Regions from separate parts of the Mus musculus genome. Here region 1 is linked to region 2. Evidence: chromatin contacts called from public HiChIP or PLAC-seq data. All regions are on one chromosome and are shown on one strand. Each heading gives the region's core, a stretch centred on a gene start, on an enhancer-like site or on the middle of the called end of the contact. The rest is flanking DNA. Distances are from core to core; before and after follow the strand shown.

What was found. HiChIP or PLAC-seq counts read pairs in DNA pulled down with a chosen protein or histone mark.
Region 1: an H3K27ac HiChIP or PLAC-seq map of T-cell acute lymphoblastic leukemia shows a contact between it and region 2, with 3 times the contacts expected there. The contact joins two enhancer-like sites. A contact is called at or near these places in 2 of 15 datasets of contacts at CTCF or cohesin (the NIH/3T3 cell line and stem cell-derived epiblast-like cells), 20 of 484 Hi-C or Micro-C datasets (CD8 T cells, the HPC-7 cell line, MC3T3-E1-derived osteoblasts and 11 more) and 1 of 115 datasets of contacts at active chromatin or transcription factors (T-cell acute lymphoblastic leukemia).

Annotation. Positions count from the first base shown.
Region 1 is chr1:43,601,699-43,609,328 of GRCm38.p6, forward strand. No RefSeq gene overlaps it. Among named protein-coding and RNA genes, the nearest start is that of Gm38628, 75 kb to the right of the region's middle. Within about 2 kb of position 4,578, at least 11 of the 459 cell types and tissues checked have an H3K27ac peak or open chromatin away from gene starts, as enhancers often do. A contact at or near this core is called in T-cell acute lymphoblastic leukemia, where this site is marked.
Region 2 is chr1:43,298,141-43,305,107 of GRCm38.p6, forward strand. It overlaps LOC115487086 (a long non-coding RNA gene), which reads right to left. Exons shown (of 3, transcript XR_003947810.1): 2 at 3,274-3,472. Among named protein-coding and RNA genes, the nearest start is that of Gm29040, 41 kb to the left of the region's middle. Within about 2 kb of position 1,916, at least 20 of the 459 cell types and tissues checked have an H3K27ac peak or open chromatin away from gene starts, as enhancers often do. A contact at or near this core is called in T-cell acute lymphoblastic leukemia, where this site is marked.

The DNA.
Region 1 (7,630 bases), core at 3,328-5,827, 310 kb after region 2:
AGTTTGTGATCCAGGTCAAGACTCGTAATAAAGGATTCTTATGCAAAGTCGCAGTGGACACCGAGGTCTTGAGCTCTCCTGGGCTTCCTGCATACAATCTGACACTGTTTCCTGGCACCTGCAGGCACCTTCACTTATAGGCACATACCACCACATAAACATGTAACTGAACATAAAATAAATCTTTTTAAAAAAAAAAAAAGTCTATTGACTAAAATGTCCAAAGTTAATGTCTGAAAACTATTTTGACAGAAATGATTGTAATTGAACTAAACTGTTTCTGAACCCCAGAAAGGAGTGGTCTCACTCATACAGGTATGGAGGACAATCGTAGAATTAGAGGACAAGAAGAGGGGCAAGGCCAGTGAGCAAGCCTAATGCACTGCTCATACGCACCACATGTGACCAGAAATAACTTATGGGAGAGTTTATTTTGTCTTACAGTTCCAGAGAGTTAAGGATCCACCATAGCTGGGCAGAAGCATGGTAGTAAGTGGGGCAGACACGGTGGCAAGACCAGGAAGCTTAAAGATCACATCTTTAACAGCAAGCATGAAGCAGATGGAGCAAACTGGAGATGGTATAAGGCTGTAACTCTCAAAGCCCATCCCCAGTGACATACTTCTTCCTGCAAGACCACACCTCCTAAACATCTTTCCAAAGCGCCACCAACTGGAGACCAAGTGTTCAAATACCCAAGCCTATGGGGGACATTTCTCATTCAGACACGATACCACCAAGTGTTCAAATACCTAAGCCTATGGGGGGCATTTCTCATTCAGACATGATACCACCAGACACCTTATCTTCTCATCTAGAGCCTCCTGCTTTTGTTATATCTGTAGGGAGACTGGTTATTTTACAAAAGGAATACACGCTGTAAAATACTTCCCATCTCAAAAGTTCTATGAGAATGTTCCAGGAGAGGAATGCCAAAGCTACAACTCTTGAAAACAAAACAAAACTACAAGAATGCATTTTGGAGATGGATAATGTCTCATGTCATCATCAGCTCAAGACAACCTCTGATGACCAACTACACACAGGCAAGGGTCAGGTGGGCTACAGGAACAAGGGGAAAGTTTTTCATTCAAAGGGAACATTGAAAGATTTACGATAGTGGACTTAACTGGCCTCAGTGTGTTCAGTCTAGAATGACTAGGAAACTCAGTACTCACTATGAAAACAAAAGCTGACATTGAAGTCGAAGAAACTGAACAGAAAAAGTCTACTTGGTAGCAACAAAAATGTTGACTCTTTCTTTATCCCTGAGAGTTGGAGGCATTATAGGAAAATTAAGAAAGATATTTGAAAAATAGGAATAATGGTAGTTATTCTGGGATACTTACTGAATGACTCCAGCTACAAAAGATATACCAGGTACTCAAGAAGCAATGGTAGAAGTATGAAAAATTTCAGAGTCACCCTCATTCTACAAAATTTATAGCAGGGGATGGGAAACATCAGATGTCTCCACTGGGGAATTCCTAAGAAAGTGACTCTTGATGTTCAAGTTAGGTGGTGTCTTAGTCAGGGTTCCTATTCCTGCACAAAACATCATGACCAAGAAGCAAGTTGGGGAGGAAAGGATTTATTCAGCTTACACTTCCACATTGCTGTTCATCATCAAAGGAAGTCAGAACTGGAACTCAAACAGGTCAAGAAGCAGAAGCTGATGCAGAGGCCATGGAGGGTTGTTACTTATTGGCTTGCTCAGCTTGTTTTCTTATAGAACCGGGGACTACCAGCCCAGCGATGGCACTACCCACAATGGGCCCTCCCACCCTAGATCACTAATTGAGAAAATGCCTTACAACTGAATCTTATGGAGGCATTTCTTCAAGGGAGGCTCCTTTCTTTATGATAACTCCAGCTTGTGTCAAGTTGACACACAAAACCAGCCAATACAATTGACCCCTTGTCAACTTGACACACAAACACATCACTATTAAGCCTTAATTCTTACTTTCTTATTCATCCCCAAGACCTAAATAACGTTAAAAGTCCCACAGTCTTTACATATTAAAATTCCAATCCCTTTAAAATATCCAAAGCCTTTTAAAACTCAAAGTCTTTTTACAATTCAAAGTCTCTTAATTGTGGGCTCCACTAAAATATCAGGGCACAGTCACAATTAAAAGCAAAATCAAATTCTAGCCATCCAATGTCTGGGACCCACTCACAGTATTCTAGGTTCCTCCAAGGGCTTGGATCACTTCTCCAGCTCTGCCATTTGTAGCACACAGCTTGTTTTCTAGGCTCCAGCTGCCCGTACTCCACTGCTGCTGCTGCTCTTGGTGGTCATCTTATGGTACTGGCATCTCCAAAACACTGCTGTCTTCCACTGTAAATGGACTGCACTTTTACAAATAGCCTCTCATAGGCTCTTTTAATGGTACTAAGCCTCAACTTCCCTGATTGACTCCTTCAGTCCTGGGCTTTCAACAGCCACTGAGGCTGCACCTTCACCAATGGTTTCTCCTGGCCTCTCACAGTGCCAATCATCATATGCTACATCTTCACGTTTCAAAACCAGTACCACCTGGGTGATTCTTACACATTACCAAGTTCAGCTGCAGCATGAGGTACTACCGTGGCTGCCTCTGGAACACAGCTTCTCTGTGCTCTCAGGAAACACTTCCCAGAAGATTTCAACTTATTGATGCTGGTCTCTTCTTCATCACTGCTAATTTCTTAACTCCAGTTAACCAGCATCAACAGCCCCAGTAATGCAAAGGTTCTGCTTTAGTAGTTCTGGTCTCTTGTTAATCACAGCTGATTCTTCAGCCCCAGCTAACCAAAACTACAGAATCTTTACAATCAAAATAGCAATGGCCCTGATAAGAGTCTTTAATCTTCCCTCTGAAATTTCACAAGCCAGACCTTCATCATTTGCACTGCTCTCAACATTATCTTCCAAGCTCCTACAGAACATCCCACAGAGCTCTTAACACCCAATGGCTCTTCAAACCCAAAGTTCCAAGGTCCTTCCACAGTCCCCAAAACATGGTCAGGTTGTTACAGGAATACCCCACTATGCTGGTGCCAATTTGTCTTAGTCAGAGTTTCTATTCCTGCACAAAATATTATGATCAAGAAGCAAATTGGGGGAGGAAAGGATTTATTCAGCTTACACTTCCTACATTGCTGTTCATCACCAAAGGAAGTCAGGACTGGAACTCAAGCAGGTTAGGAAGCAGGAGCTGATGCAGAGGCCATGAAGGGATGTTACTTACTGTCTTGCGTCCTCTGCCTTGCTTGGCTTGCTTTCTTATAGAAGTCTACCAGCCCAGGGATGGCAACACCCAGAAAGGGCAAAGGGCCCCCTGATCACTAATGCCTCTCATGGAGGCATTTCCTCAGCTGACAATCCTTTCTTTATGATAACTCCAGCTTGTTTCAAGTTGACACACAAAATCAACTAGTACAGGTGGTGTGAGGACAAGTCAGTTCACTAAGTTTAGGATACTACCAGAACAATTCAAGTCTGCCAAAAGTGACACATGATGAAAATACACAAGGCTGGGGATTTGAAAAACCCCAAGATTTGGTCTAGATACTGAGACTAGAAGAACATATCAGAAAAGGAGAAAGTGGATGTATGTCTTTGCCTCTATTTGGCCACACCTACTGACCCTCATTCATAAGGGATATGGATGGAGGATACATTGTCTACCTCTTCCAGATGACTAATTCTACGTGAAATCAGGAACAAAAAGACTTGTAGTAAAACATTAGGGAAAACTGGGGACCGCGGGATAAATTTCAAAATCTTCCAGTCCACTCACAGAATAGCCACAGTCCTTACACAAAAATCACCGTGAGCTACCGGTTTGATCCCAGGGTCCCTACTGCTGGGAGGAGTCTGTCCATCATTGGAACACACCGTGTTGGGACTGGAGGGAGAAAGCAAAGACAGAAGAGCCCAATAAGTCCTGATGGAATGTTCTGGAAGCCTCAGAGCTGAAACGGATCTCAGGGATAACCTTGTCCGTAGCCTGTTGAATAAACATAACCTGCAGCTTAGGAAATGTTCTTGAGGACATGGGAATCCTGAAGAAAGAGGTAGTTACCACATGTGCTTCAAACTGGCCTGTCTCCATCTCTTTTGTGCTGAGATTGATAACCGGTGAGATCCATCATTATTGATTTCTTGTTTTGTTGTGTTTGGTCTGGTTTGCCTTAGTAAGTGTGGGTTCTAGAGATGGAATTTAGGTCCTCATGCTTGCAGGACAAGTATTTAACTGACTGAGCTGCCTCTACATCCCACAGATAATTCTTAAGGTCTATGACCAAAGCATTGCACAGATAAATAACTCAATTAAATTAAATAGAAGCAGAAAAACATTACAAAGATAATAGGACAGAAAACATTTTAGACGGTTAATGATGCAAATGCTGTATTTTCAAATGTTCCGAGGTCTCTCAGTTATCACACTGAACTGTCACTGAATTATACCAAGTAATGTTGTCTTCCTGAGATCAGTATGCACATATTTCTAACCTAAGAACAGGGACATCTAGGAGTCCACAGGAAATGGCAGTTAAATGGGTTAGTGTAACTTTTACATATACACCTGCTTCTTTGAACTAAGAACTCTTTATACTTGAATATGAACAACCCTCCCTCCTCCACCACTGTGGAGTAGCTCAGCTTTTGATATAACTTGATTTGTTACACCTTGAAAAATAACTTTTGAAGACTTGTGGTCTGCCCTAAAGACTTCATTCTCATTTGATAGACAGTTTTTAGTCATATAAAATAGCCTACTACCCACCAAACAGCTTTGACACCCTTCCCAATAACTGCATGATTAAAGTATCAAAAAGTCAAGGTAGAGAAAGCAGACCTTTTTTGTCTCCATCCACTTAAACCATTGACTTAAGTACAAGGTGTGGATATAGCAAGGCGAATTCCCATGAAGCAATTACATGCTAGGATGTCTTCCTCTAATAGAGAAGAGAAAATCCGTGTGATCAGAACAGAATATCTGTGATCAACCATAGGATATCTGTTTGGAAGTAAAGAGTGAAGTTAGTTTCACCTACTCATTTCTTGGTACAGTCCTGATTGCTGCTTGCAATAAGTGCTGTTTTTGGATAATCTATTCAACATTCACACGCTCACCATCTCCAACAAACATATACCTACCAGATCCATGTACTCACATGCACACTCACATTCAAATTCATGAGGCTATCACACATCGAAACTTCTAGCACGCTACAGCACTCAATCACACACAGTCTTACATACTCCATAAACACACACTTCTACCTAACATATCCATACTTACATACACACTAGCACCCGCAAACCAAAAGTACATGCACGTATACATACACACCCACATATATACACCCCTTCTTACATAGCATGCCCAGCTCATTTTGTAATTACCCTATCCTCTTCTTTATCTTGAATTACTTGTATGAGTAAAATATTCCCAAAAGTCCCCAAGTCTATGTAACTCAATCAGTAGCTTAGCTGAGAACTGTATTCCCAGTTTGAAGATTTTCTGAACCAGAAAGCAACTGTTGCCTTTGTCAATATACCCATCATCTTTCAAGGTTCACAGGAAGGCTCCATGTTATTATGATCCTCCCTGTTCCTGAACAGTTACAGAAATCTGCTCCTTATTCCTTCCTATGCTCTGTTACTGTACCTGTATCCCTGCTAATACTCTAGTCTAAGCTTGGAAGCCAGTTTGTTCTCTGCTTCTAGTTTCCATCGGTTGACCTCTAACCTATTCTGAGCCTTGGGAATTCCATTTTCACCAGATAGTCACCAAAGCCAATCTGTGTAATGCCTCCCACGGGGTCAGATGGATGAGAGACAGAGGTAAAGATAAAGTTCATAACTCTCATTTAGGGCCTCACAAACAGAAAAGAACAACATCTGAACTTTGTGACAAGTTACTGCGTCTGGACAGTGCCTTTTTCCTGACACAGTCCAGGTTGTGGACATGAAAAAGAATCCATTTTCCTAGTAAAATGATACATCAGACAGGATTGAAGAGTTGAGTGACCCAGTCATCTGGAACAGAAAAAGAAAATTGAAAAATTAAACTGGCCTTTGAGACATGACTTGGTCTGTGTGTCCTGTTGCAATGGCCTCTGTACTATTACACTGACCCAGTATTTTCCATTGCACTGGCTTCTGTGATATTAGATTGGCCTATGTATTCCACTGCACTAGCTTCTGTGACATCACATTGGCCTGTGTGTGTCTCCCATTGTATTGGACTATGTGACATCACATTGGCCTGTGTGTCCCATTGTTTTGGCTTCTGTGGTGTCACATTGACCCTTTAGCTTCTTTGGTTAAAAATGACAGGGTCCAATGTAAACAGTGAGGTTTACCTTCTGAAGTTGTTGCCAGGTGCAATAGAGAACACCATGATATCACTGAAATGTCCTCATGGATTGGTGGTGCCTTAGGGTAGAAACTCAACCTTAGGTTATCCAGGAGACCTCTGAGAAGAACAGCTTCCTTCCTGGTAACATATCTTTAAATATATATTGAAATCTCTGCTTCTTGGCCATCTCCTGCTACAGTCTGTGCTGCCAAATAAAAGTTCTAAGAATCAAACTCAGAATAAGGTAAAGTGGAGTTTTCTGCCTGAGTAGGTATATTTGAAACATTATTTTATTATCTATGACTTAAGCCTGGCATGTTTAACAACTCAAAGGCACACACTGCAGTTCTTGTTCTGTTTATCACTTAGAATTCTGGCTTCTGTAACAGAACGCATCACCTGTGTGGCTTGAATAACACATTTATTTCTCACAGTTTTGGAAGCTAGAAGTATAAGCTGGAGATGCTGCTGTGTTTTATATATGGGGAAGATACATATCCTGGCTCATAGATAGCCATTTTCTCACTGTGCCCCCACATAGCATGAAGAGCAAGAAAGACCCTGTATACCTATTTTTACAGACACTAATCCCATTCATGTGTGATGTGTGCCCACTACTGTGATTTAATGACCTTCCAAAGAACCACCCCCCCCCCACCTCCTCATACTACATGTCCGGGGATTTGTAACTCTCTGTTGTTCTGACTCTGTCTCTCTGTCTCTGTCTCTCTGTGTCTGTGTGTGTGTGTGTGTGTGTTTGTGTGTGTGTGTGTGTGTGTGTGTGTGTGTGTGTGTACCAGTACATGAGTATGTGTGTAACAGAAAAGTCAGTCTTGACTGTTTTTCTTCAGGAGCTGTCTGCCTTTTTTTTTTTTTTTTCGGAGAGAGTTGAGTGTTCATTGACATGAAACTCACTGAGTAGGGTAGGGTGGCTGGGTTGGCTAGTCAGCACACCCCAGGAATCTATCTGCCTCTACATTCCCGCTCTGGAATTGCAGTTGCACACCACTATGCTTGATTTTTCATTATGGGTTCTGAGGATCAGAAGCAAGCTCTGTACTAACTAAGCTATTCACAGCTGCCCTGAACAGAATCAGGAGTAGAGTCAACCAGACCCTGATGTACTACAGAGCACAGAGCTGGAAATGTGACTCAAGTCTTCAGAGGAATCTAGAAGACCATGTGTGGATCCCAGACATTGGAACAAAAAGCTGTGAAGTTGAAGTTGCCTAGGAGACGCCAAGAGATACCAGAGCCACGGGATACCTGCA
Region 2 (6,967 bases), core at 666-3,165:
CAAGGGCTGGTTATAGCTGGTATTTCCCGGGTGGCAAAAGGCAAGGTGGCACATTGCAGGTGTGACCTGAAGATGCTTAGGGAAGGTTCACTGGTGGAGACAGGGAGCTACATCGGAGATTTGGTGAAGGAGGAGGGAGCAGATGACAGTGCTGGAGGAACAGCTTAGGCAGAGTGGATTTTTTACAGAAGAGGTTGATTCAGGGCAGTGGCTGGAAATTATGGATGTGAACTTTCTGTTCAGACTAGTTAGTTCCTTTCTAACATCTCACCTAGACCATGCTTCTCAAAGCTAGGTCTGGGGGCTTGCCTGGCTTTGAACTATTACTGTGATAGCTCCTTTGGCTAAATGTGTGTAGACATGGTTCATCAGAACTGTCTACAAGGAGCCTTGTGTCTTAGACTACATGGCTACAACACCATCCACTGTTCCATGAAGGAAGGAGAGTGGTTCTGCAGCATATGCCCTGGAAGTACCTTAGGATCCAGACTCAGCATGGAACTGTAAGAACACCCGTACTTTAAAAACCACAAGCAGTAAGGGGTGGGAGTGTAACTCAGTGGTAGAGTGCTTGCCTAGTATGCACAAGACTCTGGATTCAAAAATTGCATAAACCAAGGATGGTGACGCATGCCTGTAATAGCAGGACTCATCCTACATCATCCTGACAGTGAAAGCCAGAGATTCAAAAGCTCAAGGGCATGCTCAACCATCTACTGAGGCCAATTGGGATCGATGAGACTTATGCTAACAACAACAACAACACAACAGGAAAATACACAAATTGGCCTCAGTAGTAAGGACATGTGCTATATCACATAACTGCCATCAGAGAGAGCTTAGCAAGACCACAGCTTAAAGATAGCCTCAGTGGCAGCGGTCCTTATAATTAAGAGCTAAGATACTTCCCCCAGCAGGTCAAGGTGAGTTTGCAGCCAGCTGAGTCAGAGGTGTACTGTGGCTCTATTTCTGGGACTAGTAACTGTGATGAGGGTTGTCTTAGTCTGGTTTTCTATTCCTGCACAAACATCATGACCAAGAAGCAAGTTGGGGGAGCAAAGGATTTATTCAGTTTACACTTCCATGTTGCTGTTCATCACCAAAGGAAGTCAGGACTGGGACTCAAGCAGGTCAGGAAGCAGGAGCTGATGCTGAGACCATGGAGGGATTTTCTTTACTGGCTTGCTTTCGCCTGGCTTGCTCAGCTTGCTATTTTAATAGACTACCAGCCCAGGGATGGCACCAACCACATTAGGCCCTCCTACCCTTGATCACTAATTGATAAAAATGCCTTACAGCCAGATCTCATGGAGGCATTTCCTCAAGGGAGTCTCCTTTCTCTGTGATAACTCCAGCTTGTGTCACAAGACCAGTCAGAACAGGGGTTTTGACAAAGAAACAGTCATGCTATTCAATGGGAGTGAAAGTGGAGAGGTGGTTGAGAGATTCAGGGAAGCCACAAGAAAGTAGATTTCTTTATCAATGGCAGAACCCCTTTCTACCACTAGAGGTCATGGAGCAGTAAGACTAGGAATAAGACGATTCTGCTGACAGAAGATTCTGTGGAACAGACAAAGACTGTGACTGTGTCGATAAATTGCAGACATAGATTAACAAGTTAATCAGCTTCTTAAGTCCGCTGATGATGTCATAGACATGCCATCCAAAGGGTTCAAGCTCCACTCTAATTTTACGTAGCTTTGACATCTATGTGCTCAAGTGCCCCTGACTCCAAACACTCTTTACTGGATGTAAAAGCCTCTCTGTTCTCTCACACACACACTTCATTGCCATAGTCTCACACTCAAGGGGGCTGTAGGCATTTGTTGAACTATTGAAGTAAGAAGATGACAAGGGGGTGAGCTGTATGGTGGATGATTCTAGATGGACATATGGCAAGGTATCAGTTAGCCACACCCTGATTTCCATAAACAAGTCACGAGAGAGCTCTTGGGCTCAAGGTGTAAGGTCAGGGCTATGTAAGGAGCAGAGGACAGGGAGGAAGAGAAACCATACAAGTGAGGGTGAGGGCCAAGGTTATGGGCACTTAGTCTTCTGGACAATAGGTTTTTGGTAGAGACGTTGGCATCCTAATGACTATGGTCTCTGACCTGGGGACAAGGATGAGAGACCACCGCTAAGAAGAGACTGTTCCAATAGAAAAGGACCTAGAATAGAGAATAGAAAAGTCTAAGGGCACTCCAAACTAAAACTGTTTCAGGTAAGAAGCTGAGGCCTCCTGGAAGTCATGTGGGGTATTCAGAGGCTGGACTAGGATGAGAGTGATTTCCTGGTGTAAGACTCAGAGTCTGGTCTGAGTGAGGATGCTGTAAGTGTGGTGAACTATTGGAACCAGGAGTAAGGATGCTGTAAGCATGGTGAACTACTGGAATCAGGGATGAGGATGCTGTAGGCATGGTGAACTACTGGAATCAGGGATGAGGATGCTGTAAGCATTAAGGACAAGCACAAGCCTAATGGCTACTCTCCAGTGGCTTCCAAACCCTTCTGGGTGTCCAAGTCTCCTGCTTTGTCTAAGCCTTCCTTCTCCTCTCAACAGATCACAACTGACACCTCCTCTTCCTGGCCTTGGCCTACTTTTTTTTTCCCAATGACATTTGAAGCCAGGTTTAATGCTAAGCAGTGCCCAAGTAAAAACACAGATAAGGGCAGGTGGCCTTCTTCCCTCAGAGACCCACAACTGCCTGTCGCTTCCTGTGGGGGAGGAGCTGAATGGTTGCAACTCCTTCAAGGATCACGCTTCTGGAACCCCACTGTATGACACTGTATGACGTCTATGGGCCGTGTCCCTCTCTGCTCAGGTATGGGCAGTTCAGGGGATCCCTTTGCTGTGCTTGAGCCCATCCTCATATCCATATGGTACCCTATGAAGGCTGCATTGGGGGCCAAACATACACGTTCTCACAAGGTGGGATTTGAATATAATCACCTTGATTATGTACAGGGAGTTCCTTTGGCAGATTTTGAGATTTACCTGTTGATGGGGGATACCTAAAATCTAGTCAGGAGAATTAAGTTTTGAGAAAGCGTATTCATATTTGAGGAGAGCTGTTTGGTCCATTGGTGAAAAGCCATCAAAGTATGTATAAATAGTCCACGCAAGCATCCACTGGGCAGCATAAAGGGGCCTACGGTGAATCCTGGGAAGCTCAGAGGTGATCGGGGTTAATGCACATCCCCCAGAAAACAGAAATTTTGTTTCCAGGATGAGCTGGCTAGAAGATGGAGCAAAGCTGGGAACAGAAATTGTACCTGTCTCTTGGGATGTCAGGCCCATGCCGGGCAGGATCTGATACCTTCAAACCCCTCATTATAACTGAACGGAAGAATATGGACGCGCTTTCTTGCTACCCAAGTTTTTCCTTCTGTTGCTGCAGTTGGCATTCTGTTAAGTCTCCATTGGAAGGCTCTCGGTGTAGTGATGAGAGTGTTTTCCAACGCTGTGATTTGCCTGGAAATGGAAAGAGGAAAAGCCTGGTAGAAAAGAAGTCCTGTGGGATCGCTCAGGATTTGCTTGTTCCTCTACTATGCTGCCTTTCAGTGATTGCCGAAGACTTCATTTTTACTTCCTACAAGTGGCAACTTTATCCACAAGTATGAAACATTGCACTCTTCCATCAAGAACATCCATCGCTTTTGTACACACACACACACACACACACACACACTCACACATATGCATGCATGAATACCCTACGCATGCATGCATACGTCCATCAGTCTCCCGAGAAAGATCAGCAGACAAGCAGCAGGCCCCCTCCAAGTGTGAGGACAGGGTTAAACCTGTCTGCAGATTTCTCAGCTCACTTTTACTTAGGGGCAAAGTCAGGCTCCAGCCCCAGAAATCATCCTCCCCCTCCTTTCCACCTCTTTCTTTCCCTAGGGTATAGTGGAGCCTGGAAGCCCAAGCCTGCCTCCTTGTGATTGGAGCATCAAACAGACAAAAAATGCTGAAGCTGATTGCTGCAGCCCAGTTGTGTCCACCAAGGAGATGGTACCTCGGAGAAGGAAAGGAGTCCTGAGAAATCTGTCCTCCTGGATGGGCAATGCCAGTATCTCTGGGTGGGCATAAGTAGATTTTTAATTAATAAAAAATGAAAGTGTGAGTTTGGCTGCTTCACTTCTCTCTCTGCCTCCCACCTCACATCGCTCGGTATTATATTACATCATGCAATAAGCAAGCACAGAGACTGTCTCTAGATAAAGCCCCACCTCTACCCCCACACCAGACTTCCCACTTCCTGAACTACGAGCAGTAATTGTTTTCCTTTATTAATTACTAAGCTAGTAGGAGTCTGTTTCAGCAACACAGAGCAGACTAAAATGGTGATGTAATCTCAGCAAAAGGTCTGCTCTTCCCTGGAGTAAGCGGGTAGAGGGTGATGGTCTAGGAAAGCACAGAGACCCTGCCACGTTTCACTGAATGAGTCCGAGGAATCACGATGGCCAGGCAAAGGTCTTGCTCTTATAGTTCATACTTGACTTCAGACTCCCTCTAAACACTCCCATTTGCACTCACCAAGACCACCAAAGGGGATCATGCAGTGCTAGACAGGCCAGTGTTTCCCAAAAGGCTAACAGAAACACAGATGCTGGCTCAGCTGGAGTGTTCCACTCAGTAAGTCTAAGGCATGGCCTCACGGTGTACCTCTAACATCCTCTATAACATCGATGCTTGACGTTCAGGAGCTCTACTTGGAGGCTGAAGGGGGTGAGCAGGCGGTGACAAGAGTAGGCAAGCCAAGGTCGTCCTCCTGGGCCATGCTAACTCGTTCAATGACAGAGACTCACTGGAGTCTCTCTTCCACTTAGCCAACTTCCTGCTTGACTCATCTATGACACAGATTCTATGCCAAGACCTGTCCACGGTTTGAGATTCACTATGCTTGAAAACTAACCAGTGTTCCCTCACTTTCAGTTTCCAAGGTCTCAAGTCCCACAGGGCATCGCAAGGGGACTAGCTGACATCCACCCCACCAGTGGGTCATTTTGTTACGATCAGAGGAGTGGTTTCTGGTGATAGTAGATCACTTGGGCTTTGCCCCCAGAGAGGCAACTCTTTATTTCACTGAGAGTAACTACAACAAAATTCAAATTAAAACAAAAAAACCTCTTTCATTCCAGGGTAGATATTATCTCCATACATGAAAGCTATTTGCCATATAAGCCATATTTAAAAATAAAGACTGGAGCAAATGCATAGAATTCCTCTACTGTCCTGTCAAGATAACAGCCACTATGGTTATAAAGTTATACATGTTTAAAGACATATTCACATCTTGGAAGCTGGCACCATTACCTCAAATAGCTTATCCACCCCCTAGTACTGCTATAAGAAGGCACCACAAGCTTAGACTCTTAAACAAACAAACAAACAAACAAACAAACAAGCTTGTCATCTTGCAGTTCTAAAGGCTCTCTGTCTGACCTCAAAGTGTTGATGGACTATGCTTCTGTCAGAGTACCTACAGGGGTAAGGGGTTCCTTTCTTTCTTTTTCTGATGTCTTATAGTTCCTAAGTTCTCTGGCTTTTTAGAGGCATTGCTCCAGTCTGTTTCTGTCTTCATATGGCATGCACCCAGGTGCCTGCACCTTCCCATGGCAGTGTGTTGACGACACCAGCCTGATTGATTCAGGAGTCATTTGCTCCAGTATGAGCCTCTTCTTGTCAAACAGACAAACCAACAAACAAAACAGCAACAAGATCCCCATGAAATGATTCTCTTTCCAAACAAGGCTGCATTCTGAGGTGCTGGGGGTTTGAAGGCCAACTCATTTTCAAGGGACCTGCAATAGAATACCTGACAAAACGCCATGACAGCTGCTAATCAATAGGTCTTCAAATGAGAGGATTATGAGGGATTACCTCGCTTGCCATCACAAGGTCCTTAAAAGTTAGAAGACGGAAGCCGGGCAGTGGTGGTGCACACCTTTAATCCCAGCACTTGGGAGGCAGAGTCAGTGGAATTCTGAGTTTGCGGCCAGCCTGGTCTACAAAGTGAGTTCCAGGACAGCCAAGGCTACACAGAGAAACCCTGTCTCGGGGGGGGGGGGGAGTAGAAAAGGGAAACTGGGAGTGAGTCAGAGTGAGACAATGTCAGGATACTACCCAACATTGCTGGTTTTGAAGAGGAGGAAGATCCATAAGCCAAGGACCATGGGCAGTCCCCAGGAAAAATAGACAACAGATTCTTCTCTCTCCTCTGAAAGGGACACACTTTTACCTGGACCTTGGCTTTAGCCCCATGATACCTCTGTGGAACTTCTAACCCACAGACACACAGGCACATTTGTGTTATCTTAAGCCACTGTGTTTATTACTTTTCTCAAGGTTGTGACAAAATTCCAGGCAGCAGTGGCTTCAGCAGGCTAAGTTTGTTATTCCAGCTCATGGTTTCAAGTGACATCAAGGCTCTAATGGTGGGAGAGCCTAGTGGCAAGAGCAGGGCCTGTCCATGGCAGTGGGGGCTTGTAGTACAGCTTGCTCCCTCCTTGGCAGATCAGAAGCAAGATCTGGGGCTAAAACTGGAATCAGATATCAACACAAAGCTCACTGTCAATGACTCAATTCTGCTGCCTAGGCTACAGAATGGAAGGCTCCACAGCCTCCCAAAACAGTGCCACCAGCTGGAGACCAAATATTCAAACACCCGAGCCTATGTGGGAGATCTCACATTGAAACCATAATTACTACTTGATGGTAATTTGTCACAGCAGCCCTGGAAACGCTAACAGAACCACAGGGCTCAGCCTAGTTCAGGGAACACCATTTCATTGACACATTACCCTTTTATTTCCCCTCAATACATAGATTAGTGTATTTCACACGGGCATCCTTTGCTGGCCCTAAGTCCAAGATCCTGTTTGTAACTGTTTCTGAATTTCAGAAAAAGAAAAAAGAACTCAGGAGGCCAACTTCTCTTCATCATCTTTGTTCTATCTCCAA